3 separate regions of the Mus musculus genome follow, and regions 1 and 3 are each linked to region 2. Evidence: chromatin contacts called from public HiChIP or PLAC-seq and promoter capture Hi-C data. All regions are on one chromosome and are shown on one strand. The core of a region is the stretch at or near the end of the contact, and the rest is flanking DNA. Distances in the headings are between cores, read along the strand shown. Region 1 holds the start of Acss2os (acyl-CoA synthetase short-chain family member 2, opposite strand). Region 2 holds the start of Itch (itchy, E3 ubiquitin protein ligase). Region 3 holds the start of 9030607L20Rik (a long non-coding RNA gene).

Region 1 (3,147 bases), core at 573-3,072, 420 kb before region 2:
TGGAAGGTACATGTCTTGGAGAAAGGGGTGTGGCAGGATAGCCAAGGCTCACCATCTCCGGTCACATAGTAGCCAGGGAACTTCTTAAAGTAGGTGGTCTCAAACCGTGTGTGGTTCCCATAGACTGTGCGCATGATCCCTGGCCAGGGCTGCTTGAACACCTGGGGAATATAGAAGGTACATTGATCGCATCTTCTAGGCTGTCTCACAGGAAGACAAACATAGCATTGTTAAACATGCAGGAAATATCCTAAATGCCGCCCCTGAGAGGTAATGCAAAGTATAGGCTTTGGGAATAGGTGAGCCTGGCTTAGAAGGCCGATTCTATATGGCCTCAGGTAAGTCACTTTGTTTCTCTGAACTTCAGGACCTTCATCTGTAAATAACAAATCCTAAGGATTAAATTACTAGTATGTGAAAAATTGTCTAGCACAGTGTTCTGTGAGTAACAAATATCTAGAAAATTTGAGTTTCTTTTGGGTAATTAGGAAAGCAGGTTCAATTAGGTACAAACAAATCATATAAAATGGAAGCTATATTAGTGAATAAATAATTTCTAATCAAAAGAATTCTGTGCCAGCAGAATTCTAGATTGAGTTAGAAAGCTTAGATTCCTGCCTTTGTTACTAATGTGATTTTGGAAAAGGGAAATGAGATTGAGATCTGACAGGTACTAGCCACAAAGACAGCAGCAGCTAACATTTAAGAACACTAACTATGCAGTTCCAGACTAACCCTTTTGTATGGATTATCTAATTTAATAAAATGTAGGAGATAAAAGTACTATTTTTTAAAGACTTAAATTACATTCAAAGACAATAGGTAACAGCTTATCTGAAGTCACAGAAAATCAGGGTCTGAATACAGGCAGGCTGACTCCAGAGCCTACATGATTAGTCTTTAAGGTACAAAGACTCTTTTTTCTAAAAATGGACATCAAGGGAAGGATTAAGACTAAGTTCTCCTGACTCCAAAAATTTATCATCACGAATCTTGGGTGTTTCTCAGCAGAGGACAAACTCTCAACAGTATTAGCAACTACCAGGGAAGATAAGGTTATAAACTCTAAAACAAAGTATCCTTAGCAGATGCTTTCTTCTCCCAAAGATGCCAGATTCTCACCAGATAACCTTCAGCTTCCCCTTCCAGCTCCTCCCCGGACTCATTCAGGATTGCAGGCGCTACACCGAAGAATGGGAAAGACTGAAAGCAAATGAGAGGCGCAATCCAAGAAGGAAAAATGAGGCAACTCTGTCTCAGCTTCACACAGAGCCCCAGAGCCCCAAATTCCTCCCAGCTCTCAGGCCAGAACCCTACTCTAATAGGCTAACACCCCCACATCCTATCCCTGCCAAGCCTAGGACCAGAAGAAGCACTTTACTCACAGCAGAACCAGGTTTCATGGGTGTGGCGCCAGGGAGAGGGGTCAGCATATGGCCACCCTGTGGAAGTCAGAGGTCAGGAATTGAATCTCTTTTCCTACACTGTCCCTAATCCCTAGCCTCCTGAATCCCTTACTCACTGTTTCTGTTTGCCAGAAGGTGTCTACAATGGGGCAGCGCTGGGAACCTACTACCCGGTGGTACCATAGCCAGGCTTCAGGGTTGATGGGTTCACCTACTGTGCCCAGCACCTGCAGGGATGCCCGGCTATGCCTTGAGCAGGAGAGTGGAAGAGAGGAAAATTCTGAGAACCACTAGGAGCCAAAATGCACATGCAGTCAGAGTTCCTTTGCCCCTCCCCTATCCCAGGAAGTTGGGACAATAGAAGAAAACATCACAAAGGACCGTGCTCAGCTCTGAAGGACACCTATGGGACAACAGATGGGGAAGGGTCTTACTTGGTGACAGGATCATCTCCAAACTTCATGAGCATCCGGATGGCTGTTGGTGCCGTGTAGAACTTGGTCACCTTGTATTTGTCCACAATGCTCCACAAGCGCCCTTCATCTGGGTATGTGGGGATCCCCTCAAACTGACCCGAATGAGATCTGGTTATTTTGGGCTCTTCCCAATAGTCTTTCCATTCCCTACCACTCCCTCACGTTCAGGATTCACCCTTTATGACCAACTGTATCTTTACCCTCTGACCACACAAGTCAAGAAACATCGTAGTAGGATACACAACCCCTCAAAATTCCTCTTTCTCCAGGAAGTGGGTTCCTGTATAAGTTTCCCTTCTTTAGACTAAGAAGCTTTGGGAAATGGTCACCCAGGAGAATTTTGTCTATGCCCAGCTCCCATCTCACCAAAACACTAGTGGCACCATTAGCCAGTGGCCCATAGGTGACATAGGAATGACCAGTGATCCAGCCGATGTCTGCTGTGCACCAGAACACATCTTCCGGGTGGAAATCAAACACATACTTGAAAGTTGTAGCCACATAGAGCATATAGCCTCCAATTGTGTGCACCACACCCTGTGGGGAGAATGGGGCCTCAGGCTGGGGTTGTGTGTCCTCCTCTACTGACCAACAAATAGAGCCTGCACAGAGCTGGAAAAAGATCCTTCTTAAAGATTTTAATTTTTCCAATGCCCTTTCACAGCATCTGTCTCGCTTCAATCTCCTTTACCACACCCTGATGTCACATAAGTATACTGAGCACTCACATTCTTAGGTTGTGTATCTGAGTCACCCATTATCACTCGAATTCCCAGTACTCATTCTACTGTTTCTGTTGGTCACTCCAAGCTTCCTTGGAGACTCGCTTCTCACCTTTACATACACACATGCACACACACACACACACACACACTTGCCTTAGGTTTGCCTGTGGAGCCACTGGTGTACAAGATGAAGAGTGGGTCCTCAGCATCACACCACTCAGGCTCACACTCGTCTCCTGCCTGCTGCATGAGTTCATGCCACCATAAGTCAACCCCTTCGTTCCAGCAGATCTGGGGGAAGACAGGAATGGGCAGGGAAGAACTGTGAGGCAGGGACAGCCTACCTGGTACCTGGAGGTTAAGGCCCTACATGTAGGGGTAAAGGAAAGGGAGGGGCCTTCATGGGTACAATGGGGCAGAGAGAACTGATCACTCTGCCATTCTCGCTCTTCCTCTACCCCAGACTCCTGCTTACCTGGCTTACTCTGAAGAATGCCACTTTCTGGCTCCTTCGTGTCTTGCAGCTCTCAGCTCAAATGC
Region 2 (3,447 bases), core at 55-2,554:
ATCTTTTTTAAACCTGCAAAATTAAGCCTTAGGTAACCCTGTGATACACAAGGCTGAATCTCAAACTTGCCCCCAAAAGACTTTATTTCAGATGAGAACCAAGCCCTCTGCCAATCCTGGGAGTGAACATACACAGCCTTTACCTACTTTCTTAAGATAAGGATACAGGAGAACCACCCACTTAAGAGAATGATGATGGGTGGCTAGATGGTGTTCTGTCAACTGTGAAGAAGAAAACCTCCCTCTTCTCCCCACTGCCCCCTTTAGAACAAGTTCACTGCAGCTTAAAGAGGAACAGAAGTCTCAACAGGATTAGGATTCTAACACAGCCAAGAAAACAAGCGAGTGGGGAACTGTGAATTTGGGGTACTTTGCAAGTCACCTGGTCACATCTCTAACTTTAGGCCCAATGCCTACTTCGGGTGCACTGACCCTTATATATTTTTTTTCTCTCTTGAAGTTGCAGCCGGGAACTATGTCTCAAAACTCAAGTCTTCTATTTAAAAGTCCTGCCCTCATTGGGCTTCCACCTTTCAAATGCGCTCACCTCTACTTTTTTCTTTGCTCAAGAAAAGTACGCTCTCGGTAGAAAGGGCTGTGACAGCTCCACGTCTGCAAAAGTCGGTGGCGCCGGCCTGGGCCGGGACCACCATGAGTGGGGACAATGGAGGGAGGAGGGAAGTACAAGACAGAAGGGGAAGCAGTCACTGGGGAAGGTCCTCTGCGAGTGGGAGCTTGGAAAAGTCTCGGGGGGAGCCTGCCAGGTGGCAGGTGGGCCCGGCCGCCGCCCCTCAAAGGGCCACGTCGCGCGGGCGGGCCGCTGCCACCGGGCCCCGCGCGTAGGCCGGGCCGCGGGAGAGGAACCCCCGGGCGCGGCAGCGGGGCGCGGGGCTGGACCCTGCCCACGTCCGCCGCGGCTCGGCTCTCTCCCAACTTGGGGCTCGCGGGCCTACAGGCTCCGGACGCCTAGGCCAAGCACTAGCAGTTCGGCTCGACCTGCTGACCCACCCGCCACTCGGCTCGGGCCACCAGCCGGCTCTCCGGGCGCCCCCCACGGACACCGGCTGCGGGAAGAGCAGCCCCGGCTCTAGGTCCAGACTCGAGCGCCACACTCCTCTACCCTTCGCATTCCCCATGCCTTTTCATCCAAACTCCCTCCAAGCCACAGAAATGACCCCAGTCTGCCTGCGCGTGTTTACCGGGACTCGGGGCGGCGACGACTCCTCAGTCCCTCCGCTAAGATGGCAGCCGGTCCCGAGCCCCGACTACAGCGACTAGAGCTACTTCACACCTAGTGCGCAGGCGCGGCCTCCTCGGCGCAGTCCGGACTACAGGCCCCAGCAGGCCTTGCGCGCCAGCCTCCTAAATCATTTTTCCTCACCTCCAGGTGAAGTGGACACTAAGCCTTGCTCTCTACATCTCCAAGGCTTTTTTCTTTTCTTCCTTCCTTTCTCCTTTCCTTTCTCCCTTCTTTCCTTTCTTCTTTCGTTCCTTCCTTTTGACCCCTTCTTCCCCGCCAGGACCTCTAAAGACTGTTACCAAATGCTAGCGTGTCTCAGAATCACTTGAACAGCTTTTAAAAACAGACTGCTGAGCTCCACCGCCAGTTTCTGACTCAGTAGATCTGGGATGGAATAGGGGTTGCTTTATAATCTGCATTTTTATCAAGTTCTCTCCTGATACTCCTAACAGCAGGAATCACAATTTATGAAGCACTGTGCCGGTTCTATCCTTCTGGAGTTACACTGTTTGGGTTCAAATTCTCCTTTCTCCACCTTTTGACAGGAAGTTCTTAGGAGGGTGACAGCTTGACAGCGCCAAGGCGGCATGAGTTATAAAAACTGAAAAGCATACTTCTAAACGTTTACAACAAAACTATGTGAAAGATGCCATTGGTTACCTTTTCAGATGCTTAAATTAAACTTCTTAACCCAGGCAAAACACATCTAATCCTACCGAATTAATAGGCTGTGCAGTGGTAATAATAGAGGCACGTGATAATTAGCAAACTTTGCTATTATTGTTTATCCTGTTTCCTCGTAAGGAAACTATCTAGAAAGTCACTTAAACTTTTCGAAATACCTTTGAAACTACCATATTATGAATTATGTGCTGAGTTTATTAAACAAAAAAGATTCTGAGTTGGGAGGATGGTTCAGTGGGTAAAGGCTCTTGCCATGCAAGCACAAGGATGTTTGAAACCCCAGCATTCATATAAAAGCTGGCACCAACGGACCCCTAACAGTGGTGGGCAGACATAGGAGCTCCCTAGTCAACGCCCTAGACCACACAGCAAGCTTCAGGTTCCATTAGAAGACAGAGACAAATGGATCTCTGTGGGTTCAAGGCTAGCCATGTCCAAATATCTTGAGAGTTCTAGACCAACCGAGGTTACGTGGTGAAACCCTGGGTTTGGGTTTTTGGGATTTTGTTTTTGTTTTTTAGTTTTGGTTTGGTGTGTTTAAGTATTTAAAAGTTCTTCTGCACTTCCAGCCAATGTTTGCCACATTAGGGATTAAGCTGTAAGAGTTGGCTCAAGATGTAACTCACTAGTAGATACTTACATAGCATTGATGAGGCCCAAGATTTTATCCCCAATATTGAGAGAGTGGTGTGCTCTAGGAGAATCTGGGTTGGTTTCTTGTTTCGTTTTGTTTTGTTTTTTAAACTAGCATCCCAGATGATTCTTGTCACTGGGCATACTATAAGATATTTTAACAAATATTATAAATATATTTTGTTACTTTATTATTTTGTACAGAAAACAACTGAATATAAAGGAAATTATTAATTGGCCCAAGATCACTAACACAGAAACCAAGGTTCCAAGCCAAGTCATCTAGTTCCAGATAATCTTTATCTACAGTTTTTTCTTTATTTAGGGGACAAATTCTCACTAACTAACTCAGACTGGCCTCATGCTCAGGATGCTTCACGCTCAACCTTCCCAGTAATGAGATTACAAGCATGAATTACCACACTCAGCTTGCCTACATGGGTTTTGCATTTCTATTTTATTTATTTTTATAAGTGTGGAGGTCAGAGGACAACTTCTAGGAACTGGTTCTCGGCTCCCACTGTGGGATCCAGGTATCAGGCAGGGGTGGAACCCAAGTAGTCAGGTTTGTAGATTGGTTGGCCAAGCCCCATAATTTAAAACTTCTCCTTTTTTGGGTTTGTTTTGGTTTTGGTTTTTTTGAGACAGGGTTTCTCTGTGAAGCCCTGGATGTCCTGGAACTCACTTTATAGACCAGGCTGGCCTCTCGAATTCAGAAATCCGCCTGTTTCTACCTCCCAAGTGCTGGCACTAAAGGCGTGCGCCACCACTGCCCAGCTCAATTGAAAACTTCTATGATAGTAGGTAAAACTAACGTGATGAAAGTTAAAAGCTATACTCCAAACTTCTCCCAAGAAAATCTTTTTAAAAAATTATTGTTCTGGGGATTT
Region 3 (3,557 bases), core at 302-2,801, 460 kb after region 2:
GCAAACTGCCCGCCCATGGTTTCCGTTCCCAGGCTGGGATGTGCTGTTTCTCTTCCAACTAGCTTTTCTTCCTCGCTTCCAGCTGAATCCATGCCAACAGAAGCCCCCTTCTGCCTGAGCAAGCATGAGAGCGCCCTGGCAACGGAGATAACAACAGAGCTGGGGGCTGGGACGCTGCGTGGAAGTAGGGAAAGAGGAATGTCGGCAGAAAACGCTTCCAGTGTACAACTGTTACAAGAGACCAAACTAACAAGGCCTTTCCGAGTCACAGGGAGAGGGCTGCAGAGACAGACACATTCCCCTGTCCAAAAGACAGCAGGCTAACCAGGGGAGGGGGGGAAAGACTTTCTTCTGGGAAGACAGCCTTGTGCTTGATTGGTCTGTTCAAAAATAGGGCAAAAACCTCAGAGCCCTGATGCTTGTCTTCCTTTTACTCTGCATGCAGCTTAAATAGAATATGTACCCCGAGGAGCAGGCAATGTCCCACTCCCTCAGGATCCTCGGTACACAGCAAGTGCTCAGAGACACTCATGCATAGGAAGTTGAAGCCCTGGGCTCAGAGCTCAGCAGATCCTGACTGGTTACCACTGAAGGAGGGGGCCTAGGGGCAGAACCCCGGTCTCCTGCTTTCCCTACAAGCCCAGCTTGATCTAGGAGACAACACCTGAGCAGGACAATAAGCCGGACAATAACAGGAGAAATGAGACAGACAACAGTTTCCTATGAACAGACCCCTTAAAGCCCCAGCCTTAGCAAACAGACCGCTTCCCTATGCACAGTCCGGTAGGCCTGTTAGCCACAGAGCTCAAAAGCTCCGGTTTGTAGTGATTGGCTAGTCATGAACACATGATCCCAGCAGCCAATCAGAATTCTTTTGAGTTTTCAATCTGCGAAGGGAGATCACGAGGTAGGAAGAATTTACAGGAACAAAACTATTAACCATACTGGCCATCTAGTCAATGAGTAGACTTACAAGGGAGTCAAAAAAACGGTGATAACTGGCAGAAGAGAGCCCAGCCCCACCCTGCCCTTTCCCACAGTCATCGAGTCAGTAAACCCTTTGGCTGCGGAGTAACCAATGCCAGCCCCTATAACAAGAGTAGCAATGGCTCTGCTTGTAATCCCCATATTCAGAGGTGGAAGCAGAGGACTCTCTTGATTCAAGGCCATCCTCCGGAAGTTCCAAGTCGGCCTGGGGTAATGAGCCTCTGTGCCCAGGGAAAACCAAAACAACCGCACTTAGCCAGAGATGGCGCCCGAACTCCATCCCGCTCAGTCCCTCTGACTCCAGAACCTTCCACTACTGCATCACATTTTGAGAAGGAACTCATCTTAACGACAGGAAGGAGCCAAACATAAGAACAGTTTTACTTAAGAGTAAACACGGGAGGACTGGAGAGATGGCTCAGCTTGTTAAGATCAGGGCTGCTCTTCCAATGGACCTGGATTCAACTCTCAGCACCTGCATGGTGGCTGACATCCACTTGTAATTCCAGTTCCAGAGGACCTGACACCCTCTTCTGGCCTGCCTGGACACCAGGCATGGTACACATGCATACATGAAAGCAAAGTATCCATATACATAAAATAAAGCAAAAAAAAAAAAAAAAAAAAAAGAGTAAACACAGGAACTGGGAGATGGCTCAGCAGTTAAAAGCACTGACTGCACTCGCACTCACAAAGGACTCACGATCAATTCCCAGACCTACAGCAGTTCACAACTGTCTAACTCCAGTTCTAGAAGACCTGACACCCTCACACAGACATACATGCAGGCAAAATGCCCATGCTCATAAAAAATTTTTTAAAATAAAAATAGTAAAGGGAGCAGTTTAACAACGTAAGTGTACTTAATGTCACAGAGCTGTCACTACATGCTAAAATGATGAGTTTTATCTTCTGTGTTATATACATTTTTGTTTTGTTTTGTTTTTCGAGACAGGGTTTCTCTGTATAGCCCTGGCTGCCCTGGAGCTCACTTTGTAGACCAGGCTGGCCTCGAACTCAGAAATCCGCCTGCCTCTGCCTCCCGAGTGCTGGGATTAAAGGCATGCGCCACCACGCCCGGCATATATACATTTTTTACCACAACTAAAACACAGAACCGGTGGCTGGAGATGTAGCTCAGTTGACAGATTATTTGCCTAGTGTTTGCAAAGTTCTGGGTCCCATCCCAGCACTTCAAAAATCAGATGTGGTGGCACATGCTTATAACCCCAGCCCTGGGAAAGAGGCAAGGGGTGATCGATCAGAAGCTCCCATTCCATGCTGGCCACATTCCAAGTTTGAGACAGGAAAGCATTCGAATGGCACGGGCAAATCCCTGGGTTCAGTCTCCAGCACTAAAAGCAACAGCAGACTGGTCATGAGCCCACTACCTGCTCATCCCTGGAGACACAGCAGATAAGATGTGTCATGTATGTGACATGTCATGTATGTGAGGCAACAATTGGAGGACAGGTGTTAAAGTGCACAGAATCATCAAAACCTGAAATACTGTTTAAAAATAATCTCTGTTCCCTGGAGCAAGTCACAACAGTGTAGGCCAAAATCCAGTGGTGCAGGAAAGAATGCAGGGTAGGGAGTGATCAGGAAGTAGGCGTTCTGATCGAGCACAACACATTGCCCCACAGTCACAGCTCTTAGGAGGCAAAGTCAGGAGATGATCATGGGTTCTAGGGCAGCATGAGCTAGGCAAGATCCTGTCTCAAATACAGGCAGGAGTGCTGAAGATACAGCTGTTAGACTGCTGGGTTCTGGTTCCTGGACTGCATAAATTGAGCACTGTCTCAAAAAACAAGGGGCTCTGTGAGTAAAGACTAATGATGTAAGTTCAATTCCCCCGGACCTATACAACACAAGACAGAACAGCTGACTCCACAGTTGTCCTCTGACCTCCACAGATGCAATATGGCATATGATAATGTATATATATATATATATATCATACATACATAACAATATAATTGTTAAAAGATTAGGGGACAGAATAAAGACATTTAAAAGGGGAAAAGGTCCCAGGGTGTTGGCTCAGTGGGTAAAGCACTTGCCAGAAGCATGAAGACTTGAGTTTCCATCCCTGAAACCAATTTTTAAAAGCAGAGGAGGATTACAACACATTTGTAATCCCAGAGGGAGGTGGAAAAAGAGACTCCCTGGAGTTCCACATATACAAACATTAATATACACAAACACACATGCACACGCGCGCATGCGCGCACACACACCAAACAGTAAAAACCTAACTAAGACGAGAGGGGTACACCTGCCATGCTATCCATCCCCCTCCTCAACACCACTCTCTGCCAACTCATGACTTGAAATCTGGCTCTGGTCACAAGTCTTAGTTCTCTTGTCTGTAAAATGGGATAATTCCTGGTCTTTTTATTTCTAAGAGTCGGGGACTCATTAGAACCTGAGCATCACCCTTCTTCTTCTTCTTCTCTATCCACGTGTGCCCCAATACGGCTGCAGCTTTCGGACAGCCCAGGCTGCTGCTTCTCCCCACTGATTCCACCTCAGGAGCCGTTTAAAAAGTGGGTCACTAGGAATCTAGT

Evidence for each region. Promoter capture Hi-C pulls out the DNA fragments that hold promoters and counts their contacts. HiChIP or PLAC-seq counts read pairs in DNA pulled down with a chosen protein or histone mark.
Region 1: a contact with region 2 is called in a promoter capture Hi-C map of liver, with 2.2 times the contacts expected there. The contact joins the promoter of Acss2os here to the promoter of Itch in region 2. A contact is called at or near these places in 1 of 39 promoter capture datasets (liver) and 2 of 115 datasets of contacts at active chromatin or transcription factors (bone marrow-derived macrophages and memory CD8 T cells).
Region 3: a contact with region 2 is called in an H3K4me3 HiChIP or PLAC-seq map of bone marrow-derived macrophages, with 4 times the contacts expected there. The contact joins the promoter of 9030607L20Rik here to the promoter of Itch in region 2. A contact is called at or near these places in 1 of 115 datasets of contacts at active chromatin or transcription factors (bone marrow-derived macrophages) and 1 of 9 other capture datasets (pancreatic islet).

Annotation. Positions count from the first base shown.
Region 1 is chr2:155,555,605-155,558,751 of GRCm38.p6, reverse strand. Acss2os (acyl-CoA synthetase short-chain family member 2, opposite strand) reads left to right here and starts at 1,822. Exons shown (of 4, transcript NR_040613.1): 1 at 1,822-1,953; 2 at 3,132-3,147. It overlaps Acss2 (acyl-CoA synthetase short-chain family member 2), which reads right to left. Exons shown (of 18, transcript NM_019811.3): 8 at 2,761-2,898; 9 at 2,249-2,419; 10 at 1,841-1,974; 11 at 1,523-1,655; 12 at 1,386-1,442; 13 at 1,123-1,203; 14 at 53-161.
Region 2 is chr2:155,131,338-155,134,784 of GRCm38.p6, reverse strand. It overlaps Itch (itchy, E3 ubiquitin protein ligase), which reads right to left and starts at 1,304. Exons shown (of 25, transcript NM_008395.3): 1 at 1,200-1,304.
Region 3 is chr2:154,674,533-154,678,089 of GRCm38.p6, reverse strand. 9030607L20Rik (a long non-coding RNA gene) reads right to left here and starts at 1,551. Exons shown (of 2, transcript XR_866878.2): 1 at 1-1,551. The region is part of intron 1 of Chmp4b (charged multivesicular body protein 4B); the gene reads right to left.